Regions from separate parts of the Mus musculus genome. Here region 1 is linked to region 2. A link is a contact called in public HiChIP or PLAC-seq data. All regions are on one chromosome and are shown on one strand. Each heading gives the region's core, a stretch centred on a gene start, on an enhancer-like site or on the middle of the called end of the contact. The rest is flanking DNA. Distances are from core to core; before and after follow the strand shown. Region 1 has its middle 13 kb from the start of Noto. Region 2 overlaps Cyp26b1 (cytochrome P450, family 26, subfamily b, polypeptide 1).

Region 1 (6,652 bases), core at 1,686-4,185, 840 kb before region 2:
TGCTACACAGTGGGATCCTGTCTACAGCTAACCAAACAAACAAACAAACAACCAACAAAAAACAATAGAAACAACAACAAAAATAAAAAAACACGTTTTTTAAAAATGTCAAGACCTGGTAACACTTTTCATCAATCCCAGTACTCAAGAGAAGAAAGCCTGATCACTCAGAGTTTAAACACACACACGCGCGCGCACACACACACACACACACACACACACACACACACACACACACATCCCAGGGCCTAGAGACATGGTTCAGTGGTTAAGAGGGAGTACTGTTCTTACAACAGGTACCTCAGATGGCTCCAGGTCATCCAATGCCCAGGCCTCCCTAAGATGTTCATAGTTTTCTCAAGATAAAAATCTTAAACAACAACAGACAAATAACAGCACCAAAATGAAAACTAAAGGTTGAGCCTGAACGGAGCTGATTTCTCCGTACTCACAGCCCTTAGAGGGGAGGGTAAACTTTGTTTTTGGTGATCAGGAGATGGGAGAGAGTTGGGGTAGGGAGTAAACATTATTCATGGCTATGTCGGTTTGTGTGTTTTTTTGAACAGGGTCCATGTAGCCGGCTGACCTCTAATCTCAGCAATCCTCTTGCCTTGGCCTCTGGAGAGCTGGGATACCAGGCGTGTGCTACCAGACCCCCTAACTCTCTTTTCTTTCTTTCCAGATCTCACGATGGCGCCTGGGCTGGCCTGGAACTGCTTGTAGACCAGGCAGGCCAATGTGGACCTCACAAAGTTCTGTCTGCCTAAGGATCAGCTCAGATCTTCTTTCATCCATTGTAACCTTTCACACTCTTCTACAAGTGGACTTCTGGTCGATCCACTAAGCTAGCCTTTGCCGCTGGCTCCAAGGCTGGGGTGCTAAGCCTAAGGGGCACAGTCTGGCAGGAGGGAGGAGTGATGGACACCCTGAGAAAGCTCATTTTGCAGGCCAGGTGCAGAGCCTGGGGCTCTCCTAGTGGGCTGGAGGCCTGGCTGGATGTTTGCTCAGCACAGACCTGAGAGTCCTGTGAGGAAGTCTGTGTCCTGACTAATTTGTTTGCTCTTCACACTTGCACCACGGGCTACCCCTTTGGGTGACCTAGGAAGCGGTATAGATTCAGAGACTCCAGAATCCCAAGAATAGCCTAGAAAAGCCACCATCTCCAAGTTCCTGGTAGGAGAGGAGAGGGTTGAGCCCCTTCACAAGCTATAAGAGATGAGAGGGACACAGCCCACCCCCTCCTTTCCTGGGAGGAACCATGTGGTGAGATTCCCCCATAGAAGGGCTTGGACTTTTCAGGGACCACCTAGCGAGGAGCAAATGATCTTACTCTGATGTCCCACGTAGGAGATTCTGACTTGGTTGGTCCTGAGGCGGAAGTGGGGGAGGCTAGCTGTTTCCCAAGCCTTAATTGGAACCATGAACCAATGTGGCTGTGTCCCTTACCCATTCAGCAGTCTAGCTTGGGCCCTTACGTTCATTTATTTACATACTTAGTGTGTATGCGCGTACATATGTGTGCATGTGCCTACGGAAGCCAAAGGTTCGTTTTGTTTTGCTTTTTGAGACTTGATATCTCTATGTAGCCCTAGCTGGCCTAGAACTTGTTGCATAGAAAAGGCTATTCTTTTTTTGTTTTGTTTTGTTTTGTTTTTGTTTTTTTGAGACAGGATTTCTCTGTATAGCTCTGGCTGTCCTGGACCTCACTCTGTAGACCAGGCTGGCCTCGAACTCAGAAATCCGCCTGCCTCTGCCTCCCAAGTGCTGGGATTAAAGGCGTGGGCCACCACGCCCGCCGGAAAAGGCTATTCTTGACCTCACAGAAATCTGCCTGCCTCTGCCTTCCAGATGCCGGGATTACATGACTTCAGCCCCATACTCTGCGTTGTTCCACCTGGTGTTTCGAGGTGGGTTCTCTCACTGAGCTGCATTTTATCCCCCAGCCCCAGGAGTTCCGCCGAGGCAGATGGAGGTGCCAGGCCTTTTCACGTGGGTGCTGGGCGAGCGAACTCCAGTGACTTGCTTTCATCACTAGAGAGCGGAATCAGTGGCGCAGTGTCACTTCTGGGTCCGGGTCTTATGATCTGGCGTTTTCCTTCAACTTGCAATATTTATTCTTTGGGTCCAGTGGCTATGTGGAGGAGCTAAGGAGCTAAGTAGAGAGAGGAAGAAAGAGACAGACACATCCAGTTAAGATCATTTTCTATGTGTATGAATATTTTGCTTAAATGCATGCTGGGCACATGTATGTATGCCTTGGGCCTACCGAGGCCAGAGGAAGGTATCTGATTTCCTGGAATTGGAGTTACAGATGGTTATAAGCAATCTTGTAAGTACTGGGAACTGAACTTAGGACTTCTGAAAGAGTAGCGAGCGCTCATTACCACTGATCCATCTCTCCAGCCCCAGTTGGATTATTTTTCCTGGAAAAAAAAAAGTCTACTTGTGTGTGGTGGTTTTGAGAGGCCATTCCTACTCCATCTTGGAACCGGCCTCCATCTTAAAAGAAAAAAACAGCCGGGCGTGATGGCGCACACCTTTAATGCCAGCACTCGGGATGGGAGGCAGAGGCAGGTGGATTTCTGAGTTCGAGGCCAGCCTGGTCTACAAAGTGAGCTCCAGGACAGCCAGGGCTATACAGAGAAACCCTGTCTCGAAAAACCAAAAAACCCAAAAAAAAAAAAAAAAGAAAAAAACACCTGAAAACTTGACCTGCAGCAGAACCCAAGCTGCACACATGTACCAAGAAGGACCCCATGGCTTGTCTTTGGCCAGAGTTACTCCGTAATTATTTCCTAGTAACAGTTAATCAAAGATTAGTCTGATTGTTTCAGGTGAACTTTCAGACCATTCCTGATTGTATACAGTCTTGCTTCAGAGCGCCACCTGTCTGCATACAATAGTTATTCAGTTACACACATTGGGTGGTTCAACTGTCTGTAACTCCAGCTTTTTGTTGTCTGATAACCACTTCCTTGGATTCATCCCCGCCCCCAATACACACACAGAGGGTCTTCCCCTCTCCCCGCACACACACCTTCTCTTCTTCTCTACAATACCACCAGGTGGTACTGAGCCCTTTAGACGGACATACTATTTTGTTTTGGAAATATCTGCGCTCCCAGGTTTTGTTCCAGCCAGAACTCAAGAAAACACCCAATAAGGGTGCAGGGCTAGGCCTATGCAGAATGTCCTCTCTCACAGCGGGCGGCAGAGGGCGCCCGCAGACCGCTTGATGGGGGCGCCTAATTTCCAAAGCGGCGGGATCTTGCAGTCACAGTAACTAGACAGGAAGGGAATGAGACTGGAGGGACAGGCCCTCACACAGAAGTCTAGGAGTTGGGACCATTTTGGCCTACAGGTCAAAGCTACGGGAGATGAAGCTCTCATGGGGTAGGAGATGCGGCAGGCCCCTGTGCCCAGAGAGCAGCAGAGAATAAGGGAGCTGGGAACCCAACCGCAGCAACTCTGTAAGGAATTTAGACCAGCATGAAGAGTTCAGAGAGTACAGAGCTAGGCACAGATTTATTTGATCAGTTTGCACTTCCGAATAGCAAGAAAAAAGACTTTAGAACTCCACGGAGAGAGGACTGATTGCCACGATCTGTGTTTCCCAAAGGTGGGGGTCAGAGTGAGGCAAGGTGGAGTCCCTGTGTGACTCCTGAGAAAACCTAACATATGGCCTGAAGGGAAAGGGAGAAAGCTAAGGACACCTCGTTGCTGGACAGCTGAGATGGAGACAGACACTGTTTGTTCCTTTGATCACTGAGGAGAAGACAACCTGGAGGGCTGCCTGCAGGAATAGGTTGGGAGCCAACAGCACCAGGACAGGGAAGGAATCAGCCCACACCTGGAAGGTGCAGGGAGGGAGAGAAGGAGGGCAGAGAGCAGGGGCTGGGATCTAGTGGGGACATGGCTTCTGTGTGAGTCTCAAAGCACCCAGGAGTGTGTGACTGTCTTTTCCACCTGTCAGAAATTTGACTTAAGACTAAGAAACACACCTCTGACCAGGACCAAAGGAAGCTGAAGGCTTCAGGACACCAAGAACTCAGAGCTGGACTGGGGACCAGCCAGTGTTTTGGATACCATGGTTTCCTGTGCCGGGATCTACCCTGGCAGCCTGGAGAAGGGGTGTGAGAAGGGGAAAGAGGCACTGGGCCTGGAGGCAGCAAATTAGGGGCTGGAGGTGAGATTAGAAGAAGGGGGGTCCTTATTGCTCCCCTTTCCTCTCCCAGACTATCCTCTCTTCCTCTTCTCCTTGTTTCTCCTCTCCTCCTCTCCCTATCTTCTTCTTCTTCCTCCTCCTCCTCCTCCAGCCTTTTGAAACTGGACAGCATGTAGCTCAGGCTGGCCTTGAATTGTCTGATGTAAGTTGAACTTGACTCTGAGCCTTCAGCCTTCATCTCCCCACTGCTGAATTGCAAACATGTGCCACCATGTCTTGCAGCAGTGCCAATCTCCTTCCCTCATCTTCCTCCCCGCCTTCCTTTCCCCACTCCCGGTGTCCCTCCCATTCCCCTATGTTGGTAATTGAATCAACCCCGTTTTTTACCCTGGGAGTTGGCCTTCCACCTGCTCGAACTTCAGAGGATAGACAAGTTGCAAATTTCGTGGCATTGGAAAGAGGGAAGCCTCTCTAGTCCTCAGCAGGAGCCCCTCGGCGTCTCCCTTGGGTGTCCCCCTCCCAGGGACCAGTGGTTACAGCGGCCCGCACCCGCGGGCGGAATCGCGGCCAGGGGATTGAAGCGGGCCCCCTAATCTCTGATACTCTTGCGAGTCGGCTTCCCGCCCCAGGCCAGCTCCGCGAGCAAACAGGCGGGCGCGCGCCGCATCTCAAATGCCGCATTTGAGTCGCGGGAGGACGCGGATGCCTCAGGCTGGTCAGCGCCCTTCCCGGCCTAATCCCCGCCAAGCCCGGCCAGCTGCAGCCAGAGGATTAGTGCGCTGGGCCGCTTTGCTGGCTCCCTAGGGCCGCAGGCTAGTGGGGGCCCTCATCCTTTTCAGTTGAGGCTCTCTGTCCCTGGAAAGGACAGCAAGGTTGTCAGCAGGGAGGTGACAGAAGGGTGGAGACACCCTCGGACTTGATTTGCTGATGATGGCGGCTCCTCCCAGGCTGAGGAGGACATGCCCGACCACATTGTCCATCGATGGGTACAGGGTACAGGTACTCATGGGTGCCAGTGGGTTCCACACCCTGAGAGCTCATTATGGAGCTGGAGAGATGCCCAAACCACCACCAAGACTTCAACACACCTTCAATGACCTGGCTGGCCTGCTAGAAGGTAGACTACAAACCCTCACTCTGGAAGGCAGGGGGTTCAGAGGCTCCAAGCCAGACAGACACAGGTAGCTCTACAAGTAGTTAATGAGAGAGGTCATGGCAGGAAGAGAGAGGGGCATACTGTGGGAGTCTCTGCGGATAGGATGGACTTGCAAGGCTAGACCCTGCCCAGCGTTTGGCCTGTGTTTGCTTCCTACCTTTCACTGTCGGAGCCAGGCCGAGAGTCATGTCTGTCTCACCCCCAGCCCAGACCAGGAAACCTGAGCACAGCCCCTCTGGCCCACACTGGTAGTGTGGCATTTCCAGACAGAGCAAGCCTGGTGCTGTGGGCCCCTTCTTGTACTCCGTATGGGTAATTGAGGCCCAGATCCCCACCATAACCCTCAGCAGCCCGCGGAGTTCTGGAGTTTTAGGAACCTCAGCTCGGGCTGAAACAGGATTAGTCATTTTGACACAGAAAAGAATTTCAGGACTAGCCAGTTTTATGAAGGAGAGTGGGAAGATTTTATTGAAGAGATTTTAATATAGGCTTAAGCAAGAGGATTAGGAGGAAAGGGGGCACGGGAAAGAGAGGTACATCCAAGAGCCCCGACTTCATTGTTTTTACAATATCACTGGGTGGTTCCCGAGGGGCAGATGACAGGATTACCACAGTTAAGGTGAAAGTCTAGCCCACAGGAATGCAGAAAGGTAGCCAGCTATCTTTACTGTCAACAGTTTGAGAATCTTAGCCAACAGCTGGGCAAAGCAAGGAGCCCTTTCCCAAGGTCACAAACGGGGTTCACTGTTACTTAAACATGAACCATCTCTCTATGAAAGGAATAGCAACCTCATGTTGGCAGCCTTTAGAGCAAGGTTCCTTTAGAGTTCTGGGTCTTAGCTAGCTGGAGGCTGTCATGAGACTTCCGGACCCAGGATTCCTCATCCTCTCAAGCCCCTGCTTTCTCTGAGCTCCTGGAAGGGAAGCTTCAGCTGGCGGCAGAGGCTGTGCTGGGACAGAAACACAGAGACGGAGATGGAGAATTGCACAGCAAGCGGACCCACCCCAAAGTACCAGTTAGGGAGGTACACTCTCACTATGGTACAAGACAGATGGAGCTGCTGAGAGTGAGTGCTCCTTGCCTCATCATAGAATCAGGCTCCAAGAAAGCCTTTCCCTGCCTCAGGTAGCCGCCATCCATCGTGGCTCATTCCGCACTGTCTCATGCACTTGGTTGGTATGACAGGGCACTACGTCCCAGTGAGACAGCCCAAGGCAGGGACCTCCTCTCTTGCAGTCATTGCCAAGAGCAGAACTTAGCTAACGTCGAGGGCCTAATAAATGGCTCAGGAACTAATAACTCTCCTGAAGCCACCACTCTCCTCCAGCCT
Region 2 (7,375 bases), core at 1,715-4,214:
ATTATAAGTACTATTTTTGTTATAATTCAAAATAGATATTTAGTATAAAGTTTTTGCTGTTAAATATTTGTTATTTAGTAAAATATGAATTGTTCTTTATTGTAAACATGGTTCAAAATATTAATATGCTTTTATCACAGTTGTTTTAATATTGAGAAAGCACTTGTGTGTCTCGTTTTGGTATGAGCTGGTGCTGTGTGTGTGTTTTGGCTGTCGTGTGGTTTTGATGTGTATATAATATTCCGTGTTGCATATTACAACAATGAATGCCATGCATTTTGTGAAATACTCAATGTGGCTCTTTTATTGGCTTCCGTAATAAACTGTGGGGACTCACCCTTGTCTCTGTTGGCTGTCTGGTCTCTCGCCCTTCAGACTCGTTAGAAGGCTCCTGGGGCTCTCCGTATTCCCATCAGCAATGCCTAGACCATCCTGTGAGAAAGCTCTGGGATGTGTTGTGGAGTTCCGCTCCACATTCCTACACAAGGAACAAGCTGTGACAAGGTCCAGGGCCTGACAGGGAACAGGCTGCAGGGAGGCCACACCCCTGTCAAGTGTGACTGTGACCAGATATGCCAGGTCTTTGCACCGGACCCAATGACCCACAGCTTGAAGGCTTATTCATCAGTTTGAGCTATGATGGCTGACATAAACAACCACGGGAGCTGCGGGAGGGGGCTCCCCGTTCTGAGCTCCGCCTTTCGCCTAGGCAAATGATCCTCCAAATCTGTTTCATGGGTGTCGCAGGATCATGTACATGCCCAGACCCCAGCATCTCTGCCAGGTGTTCACTCCATCCGTAGCCTGACTGTCCAGGAGGCCTGGGGTGGAGATTGTGGAAAGACAAGACTACAGGATGGGGACAAGCAATGTCCATGAGGGTTCTAGGGACTAGGGCTGTGGGAGTCGTGGGGTGGGGGGTGGAGACCAGGAGCCAGGAAGCACAGCTGGAGTCTCAAATCCTGGAGTGGCCACTGCCAGGCTCACCTGACAAAAGTCACTGTGTGGTCGCCTCTGTTCTTTCTCACAATGGCTCTGCCCACAGCACCCTGGCCCAGGCGCATTGGGACACAGGGCCTTGTTTGTTCCGCCTGGATCACAGAAGCCGATAGTGGCACTAGGGCAGGATAGTTACAGACCTTGGGCACCTATTCTTCTGTATGGTGAATGCGGTCTTCTCACCTCCCATCCCTGGATCTGCTCACCCCATCCTTCCACCTTCCACAAAGTCAGGGGGGATTTGTTTCCTCCATAAAAGCAGAATCCTGCAGTGACCTTCCTAAGGTCACAGGGAAACCAAGAGAAGGGCTGGGGACAGGTGCCCTGTAGTGGCCAGTACTCACCGCAGCTCTCTTGGGCTGGCCCAGGTCCAGCCAGCAGTCGCAGCAATGCAGGGACTGGATGTCTTGGGAACCTTTCCAGGGAGGCCATGGTTTGTCTGGGTGTGAGTTCCATCCATCCCTGTGACAGCAAATGGAGCTGCAGCGGGGCCCCAGGGCTACCCTTGGCCTGACCCCCTGCCTTGCACTGGCAGGGAGCCAGATGGGGAGCTGGTCCCCTCATCAGCTCATTCCCTGCCTTCCACATGGTGCTGAGCTGGTGGTGGTGGGGAGGGGACAATGACTTTAGCTGCTCTCCCTCCCCTTTCCCCAGCCAGCTGTAGGCTGAGCTTCCCAGGCCTGAAAGGAGCATACAGACACTGGACAGATAAACAGGGACACTGTTTGTCCCTGGACTGGGGCACCAGTTTGGAGAGAACTTAGAAGATCCACATTCAGACATCTTCCAGCCCTTTCCCAAAATTGCCTTGGCCTTGGCTGGGCTTGGCTGCCCAGGACCTCAGGGCCAGCAGGGTGAGCTGTGAGAGGCAGCCAGCTATGCCTGAAGGTTGGGAGGGAAGGAGGGAGACAGAGAAAGGGAAGGGGCAAGTCAGGGGAGGGAGTAAAGGGAGCAGGCAGGAACAAAAAGAGGAAGAGGGGGAGGGGAAAGGGTAGGAGAGAGACAGAGGAGGAGACATCAAAAGCAGGCTTCATGCCTGGCTGAGGCTCTAGGCTCTGGTCTTGGGACAATAATGAGCAGTCTGGGGCCTTTCTTCCCATAGCTTTCTCCCCTCCAACTCCATGTCCCCCAGAAGAGGCTGAGCTGGCCCACCTTGCACTGGCTCTGCTATCTCCTGGGCCTCCTAGCTCTTCATTCTGGCTGTGTGGACAGGGTGCTGTCTAACCTGGGAGGGAATAGGGGTAGTTTGGAAGGCTGGAGTCCTGGGCTGCACCCATAACAGCTCTTCTTGATTGATCTGGCTAGGTTTTCTAGGCCCTTCCTTCTCAAAATATCTTGCTCTGGGACCCTGGCTTGGTGAGATAAGGTAAGTAGGGCAGGTGGTGACTGGTGGTCCTGGGGTGTATCCTGGGGATCTCACTATGAGCTGATACCCTCAGAAGGCCTCAGGCTCTCTACCCCCACTTGAGCAAGGACCCTAATTGGCTCACTTTGAGTCATGTACCAACCCCTGGCCAGGTATCTGACTTCTTCCAACTGGTGCCCCAGAGTAGGGACAGTTGGCAGTACATGACAGACAGCCTGAAGCAGAGGCCAGAGCAGGTCAGTGGCAAGATTCAAGTTCTTGGTCTTAAAGGCCACCTCCTGACTTACCACATAGCACTGCACCGAGGCAGTTGCTTCCTGTGGGCTAACGGAGGTGTCTCTCCCGAGCCTGTCTCTGGCCTTGAGATCTCTGGTTATGCCAAAGTACTTCCTGCTTGCCTGTCTTCCCTCCCACCTTCCTTCTTCCCTTCTCTCTTTCTTCAGGAAAAACGCTCAACCTAAATTAACAGGTTAGGGACATTACTTCCTTTTACATTGCTGAGAACATCGTCACCGTGGATTCTGTCTTAAGAGTCCCTTTCACACCCCAGGGGAGGGGCTGCGCAGGCGTGCACTCTGGGGGCCAGGTTTCTGCCCAGCTTCCTTAGGATTCTGTTTGAAACTCTATAGCAGCGCTGTGAGTGGCTCACACTGGTGTGGGGAGAGCAGGGTGGAGGAGCCCAAGGAGAAGGCTGAGCCACCGTAGAGACTGGATGTGAAATAGGAGGCACACATACAGACATATGCATTTGCATACATATGTATGTATATGATGGTAATTTTGGCAGTTCTGGGGAATTGAAGCTTTAATATGCACACACATTTGTGTGATTTTAAAATTATTTAATCTATATTTTTCAAGTGTACACGCGAGAGTCAGAGGACAATTTGTAGTCACTTCTTTTCTTCTACCATGTGGGTCACCAGAATGGGGAATGACTCAGGTCAGGAGACTTTGTGGCAATCTCTTTACCTACTGAGTCATCTTGCTGACCTCCATGATGTGAATCGAAGTATATTCCTAAGGATTCACCCAGGGTGTGTACCACCGTGTAAAGATTAAGGTCACAGTTTATACACAAGCGCTCCCATGGTGACAGCACCTCTTCTGGATTCTAGCAATGCAGTGTGGCTATTGCCTTCATGTTTACTTTTCAATTACAACAGGGTCCATGCTTGAAGAGGCTGGAACAAACACCACGCCCCAGGCTTACATTTATCTTCGCACATGTGTGACCATAGGTTGGTTGCTTCACAAGCACATGCACACACGCATGCACACACATACACACGCATGCACACACACACACACACACATGCACACACATACAAAGCTTAAGCAAAGAGAAAGAATGAGCAATCTGGCCTGGAGCCGTGTCTCTGTGAGAATCCCCACTCTGCTAATGCCCTGTGCAGATGCTGTAGTTGGCAGGCAGCTTTTAGAGAGTGACAGCTTTCACGGTCCTCAGAGAGTGACCTACCCCACAGGCATCCCCGGCTCTGCCATCTCCAAGGCCTTGTTGGCATCAGGCCCAGGGCCACACAGAGCTCCTGTCCTAATAACAGTACCCCCGGGATGGCAGGGGATGGCAGAGCAGAGCCATTGATGAGAGATAGTAAATGTTAGCCTTGGACTAGTGCCTGGGACTGAGTCTGGCCCAGGCAGCCTTGGAGAACATGGGGTCTCAGCCTGGGATCTAGAGTGGCTCCGAGAGGCCTTGTTTTGCGTGTGTTCCAGCCTGAAGGAGTGAGTTCTTGGCTTCCACAGCCCGCCAAAGAGGTTCTGAGGAGATTTAGCAGGTTTGGGCCCTAACAGCAGAATGTGAGAGATAGTGTGCATGTGTGTATAGGTGCACATGTGCGCAGATGTGTGTGTCTGTGTGGTCAGTCTCAAGTGTGGTTCCTAGGAACCATCCACCTTATTTTTTATTTTGAAGACAAGTTTTCCCTCTCTATCCCTGGCTGATCTGGAACTTGCTATACAGACCAGGCTGGCCTTGAACTCACAGAGACCTATCTCCCTCTGCTTCAGACTGCTGGGGTTAAAGACCTTCATGCCTGACTCACTTTTTTTTTTAAAACATGTGTGTGTGTGTGTGTGTGTGTGTGTGTGTGTGTGTGTGTGTGTACAAATGTGTGGAGATACCAATGGAGGCTGGAAAAGATCATATCCCTTGAAGCTAGAGTTACATGCCATTGTGAGCCCCTTGCAGTGGGTGCCGGGAACCAAACTTAATCCCAGCTGGGAAAGCAGCAGGGCCTCTTAAAGGCTGAGCCATTTCTCTAGTGGCCACCTTGCTTTTTCAGATGAGGTCTCTCACTGGCCCAGAACTCCACAAGTAGACAGATGGGCTGGCTGGCTTTCAAACACCAGAATCCTCCTGTCTCTGGCTCCCAGCTCAGGGGATTCTAAATCTTTTAAAATAGGGACCCTGAGGATTCAACTTCAGCTTGGTCCCCGGCATGGCCATCATGTTGTGGGTGGAGCTATCTCACTAAAAAAATCTTTGGGATCATTTTTTTATTCCTCATTTCCCTCAGCATTAAGGTCCCCTTTTACAGCTGGCTCTGAGTCTAGGTAACACAGCCATGATCCCTTGTCTGGAAGGTAGGATTCCTCATTGTCTGGGGTTGGGGAGAATGGGGGTGGGGTAGGGGTGGGAAACCTCTTCTGGCAGTGGAGTGGCTGCTCGTAGGCCTAGGGAATTATCATCGTCTCCCAGTTTGGGAGGAAGCCACTGGGCATGACCTTACCCTGACCTTCCTGAAGGATGAGCAGCAGACAAGAGCATCCATGAAGGGGCTCTGAGCAGCGGGCGCAGGGCCAGTGCCAGCATTCCTTGCTCAGGCTTTTTGGTGGCCCCTGGGCTAGGGGTGATCTTACCTCTTGCAGCATCTTAGCTTGGCAAGTCAGGAGCCATGCCTGGGAGGCTGGGAGGGGCGAGGTGAGTGCAGAGAAAAGTCAGGGCATGTGTGGGCTGCAACCAAAGGACTAAGCATAAGGTGTGTCCCGAGGGGCCGGCTGGCAGCATGAATGTAGGGTGGGGAGGCTTTACAAAAGACCTGGGGGTCAGGGCTGACTCCGGGCTGGCTTTGAGCAGTGCTTAGAAGTGATGGCAACAGGGTGTGGGAAGGCTGGGGCCGGGAAGTGATCGTGGTGGCTCTTAGTGCCACTCCCATGGTTGAGGGCCTCACCTCTGAGGGACAGGGTGATGCCTACCCTGGAGAATAAGGCTTAGCATCTGCTTTTCAGTCTCCTGACCCCAGGAGGCCTCACTCCAAAGGCCCCAGATCACAGATGGGCATTTACGTCCTTAGCCTGGAAGTGCGTGCTGTTTGTTAATAGAAAAATGTCACCTTGGGGCCAATGGTGTGACTGAGTGGGGTGTTGAGAAAAATACCTCTTTGAATCACTACCAGACCAGAGTGTAGCTTCTGTCTTCCTGAGGAATCGAAGAGGCTGGGGTGCTGCATGGATTGGGGGGCTGCTTGCCTATCCAGGCAACTGTGAGAGGACGAATTCTCTCTCTGACTGCACAGGCCTCACACACACTGGATCCTGTTGGACTGGGATAGACCGGAAGAAGCTCGCCATGGGATGGGCTGTCACAGTCTGAAGCCAAGGTGCAGCGTATGTGAGAGAGGAACTGTCCAGGATGAAGATGCTCCAGGAGAAGGGTACTCCAGGAGGGGTTGCTCCAGGACGGGTGTTCCAGGAAGGATGCTACAGGGAGTGCTTTTAGGAGAGGGGTACCCCAGAGGGGTGCTCCAGGAGAAGAATGCTTCAGGAAGGGGTGCTTCTAGGAGAGGGGTGTTCCAAGAGGGAGCTCCAGCAGACCCTTGGCATGTTGTGACAGGGAAAGGAAGGCACGGGCCAGCCAAACAAGTCATCCTTAGTGAGTCAAGCTTCTGGCAGACAGCCCCTAGCCCAGGGCATCTGTGACTCAGTCACTGACTGACAGGCAGTGGACCCACAGTGAAAGTGCTGGGAAGGGGTGGCACTAAGGGTGGCCCGCCCTGGCTGCCCCAGTAGTCCGATACCTCGCCCTAACCCCTCCCCTCCCCCACCATGCTCCACTAACCTCCCAGTACACCAGGTGAGAGGTCCTTGGCAAAGGTCAAGACTTTCCCGTCCCCTAGCTAGATCTAGGTTTCAACTCAGAGGGGCCCTAGGAGCATGACAGGGCAGGATCAGGTCAGCAGCTTCCTATCTTCCTCCCTCCTTCCAAGCACGCTCCCCTTTCACTGGAACTCATGGCAGGATGCACTAGCCGGATCAAGTCCCCTTCCACAACCTGTCAGCACCTACCTTGGAATTGCTCTTGCCAAGGAAAGAAGAATTGCAGGCCACATAGAAAGGCTGTGGCTTAAAGGGAGGAGAAGAGCCTTTAAGAGGGAGATGGTAGAATGGAGGTCTCTATTAGAAAGGATTCAGAGTAGTTCCCCACCTAACCCCCACCAAAGCAACCTGTCCTTCCTGTGGAGCAGATAAATCACATGACCAGGTTGAGTGCTCTGGGGCCACTGGGACCCTATAGAGACAGGGCTGCTGGAACGTCACAGAAGGACCCAAAGGGACCAGGAATTAGAGTGGGGAGGAAGACCAAGGGTCACGGGAAAGCCTGATGTGGAAGGTAGCTTCCTCCAACAGGAGCCTGGTCACCTGGACACTGGACTAGTTTTAGGTGAGCATTGGAGAAGATCACAGTAAGGACTCAGGTTTAGAAAAGCCAGCCCTTTCCCACTCCCTTCCCTTGGCTCAGCCACAAACTGTCCACCTCGCACTGGCATCACACAGCATGCTGCCCAGGGCAAGGATGAAGTTAGGGGTGGGGGTGGGGGGCAGAGCAGACTGCCTTCCTTGCCTGGGAAAGCCAATGCAGTATCTAGGTTTAGCGGACTTGGGGCTAGAATATTCCCACACTCTGTCGAGACAGAGACTGAGTGGTCAGTATCTGGGGAGGGTGACCTTCACTCAACATTTCAGAACCTCACCTGGGGAGAGTACCAC

The links. HiChIP or PLAC-seq counts read pairs in DNA pulled down with a chosen protein or histone mark.
Region 1: a contact with region 2 is called in a FOXA1 HiChIP or PLAC-seq map of pancreatic cancer cells. The contact joins two enhancer-like sites. A contact is called at or near these places in 1 of 484 Hi-C or Micro-C datasets (embryonic stem cells) and 1 of 115 datasets of contacts at active chromatin or transcription factors (pancreatic cancer cells).

Annotation. Positions count from the first base shown.
Region 1 is chr6:85,407,439-85,414,090 of GRCm38.p6, reverse strand. No RefSeq gene overlaps it. Among named protein-coding and RNA genes, the nearest start is that of Noto, 13 kb to the left of the region's middle. Within about 2 kb of position 2,935, at least 28 of the 459 cell types and tissues checked have an H3K27ac peak or open chromatin away from gene starts, as enhancers often do. A contact at or near this core is called in pancreatic cancer cells, where this site is marked.
Region 2 is chr6:84,564,385-84,571,759 of GRCm38.p6, reverse strand. Cyp26b1 (cytochrome P450, family 26, subfamily b, polypeptide 1) reads left to right here. Exons shown (of 7, transcript NM_001177713.1): 7 at 1-346. Among named protein-coding and RNA genes, the nearest start is that of Cyp26b1, 26 kb to the left of the region's middle. Within about 2 kb of position 2,964, at least 36 of the 459 cell types and tissues checked have an H3K27ac peak or open chromatin away from gene starts, as enhancers often do. A contact at or near this core is called in pancreatic cancer cells, where this site is marked.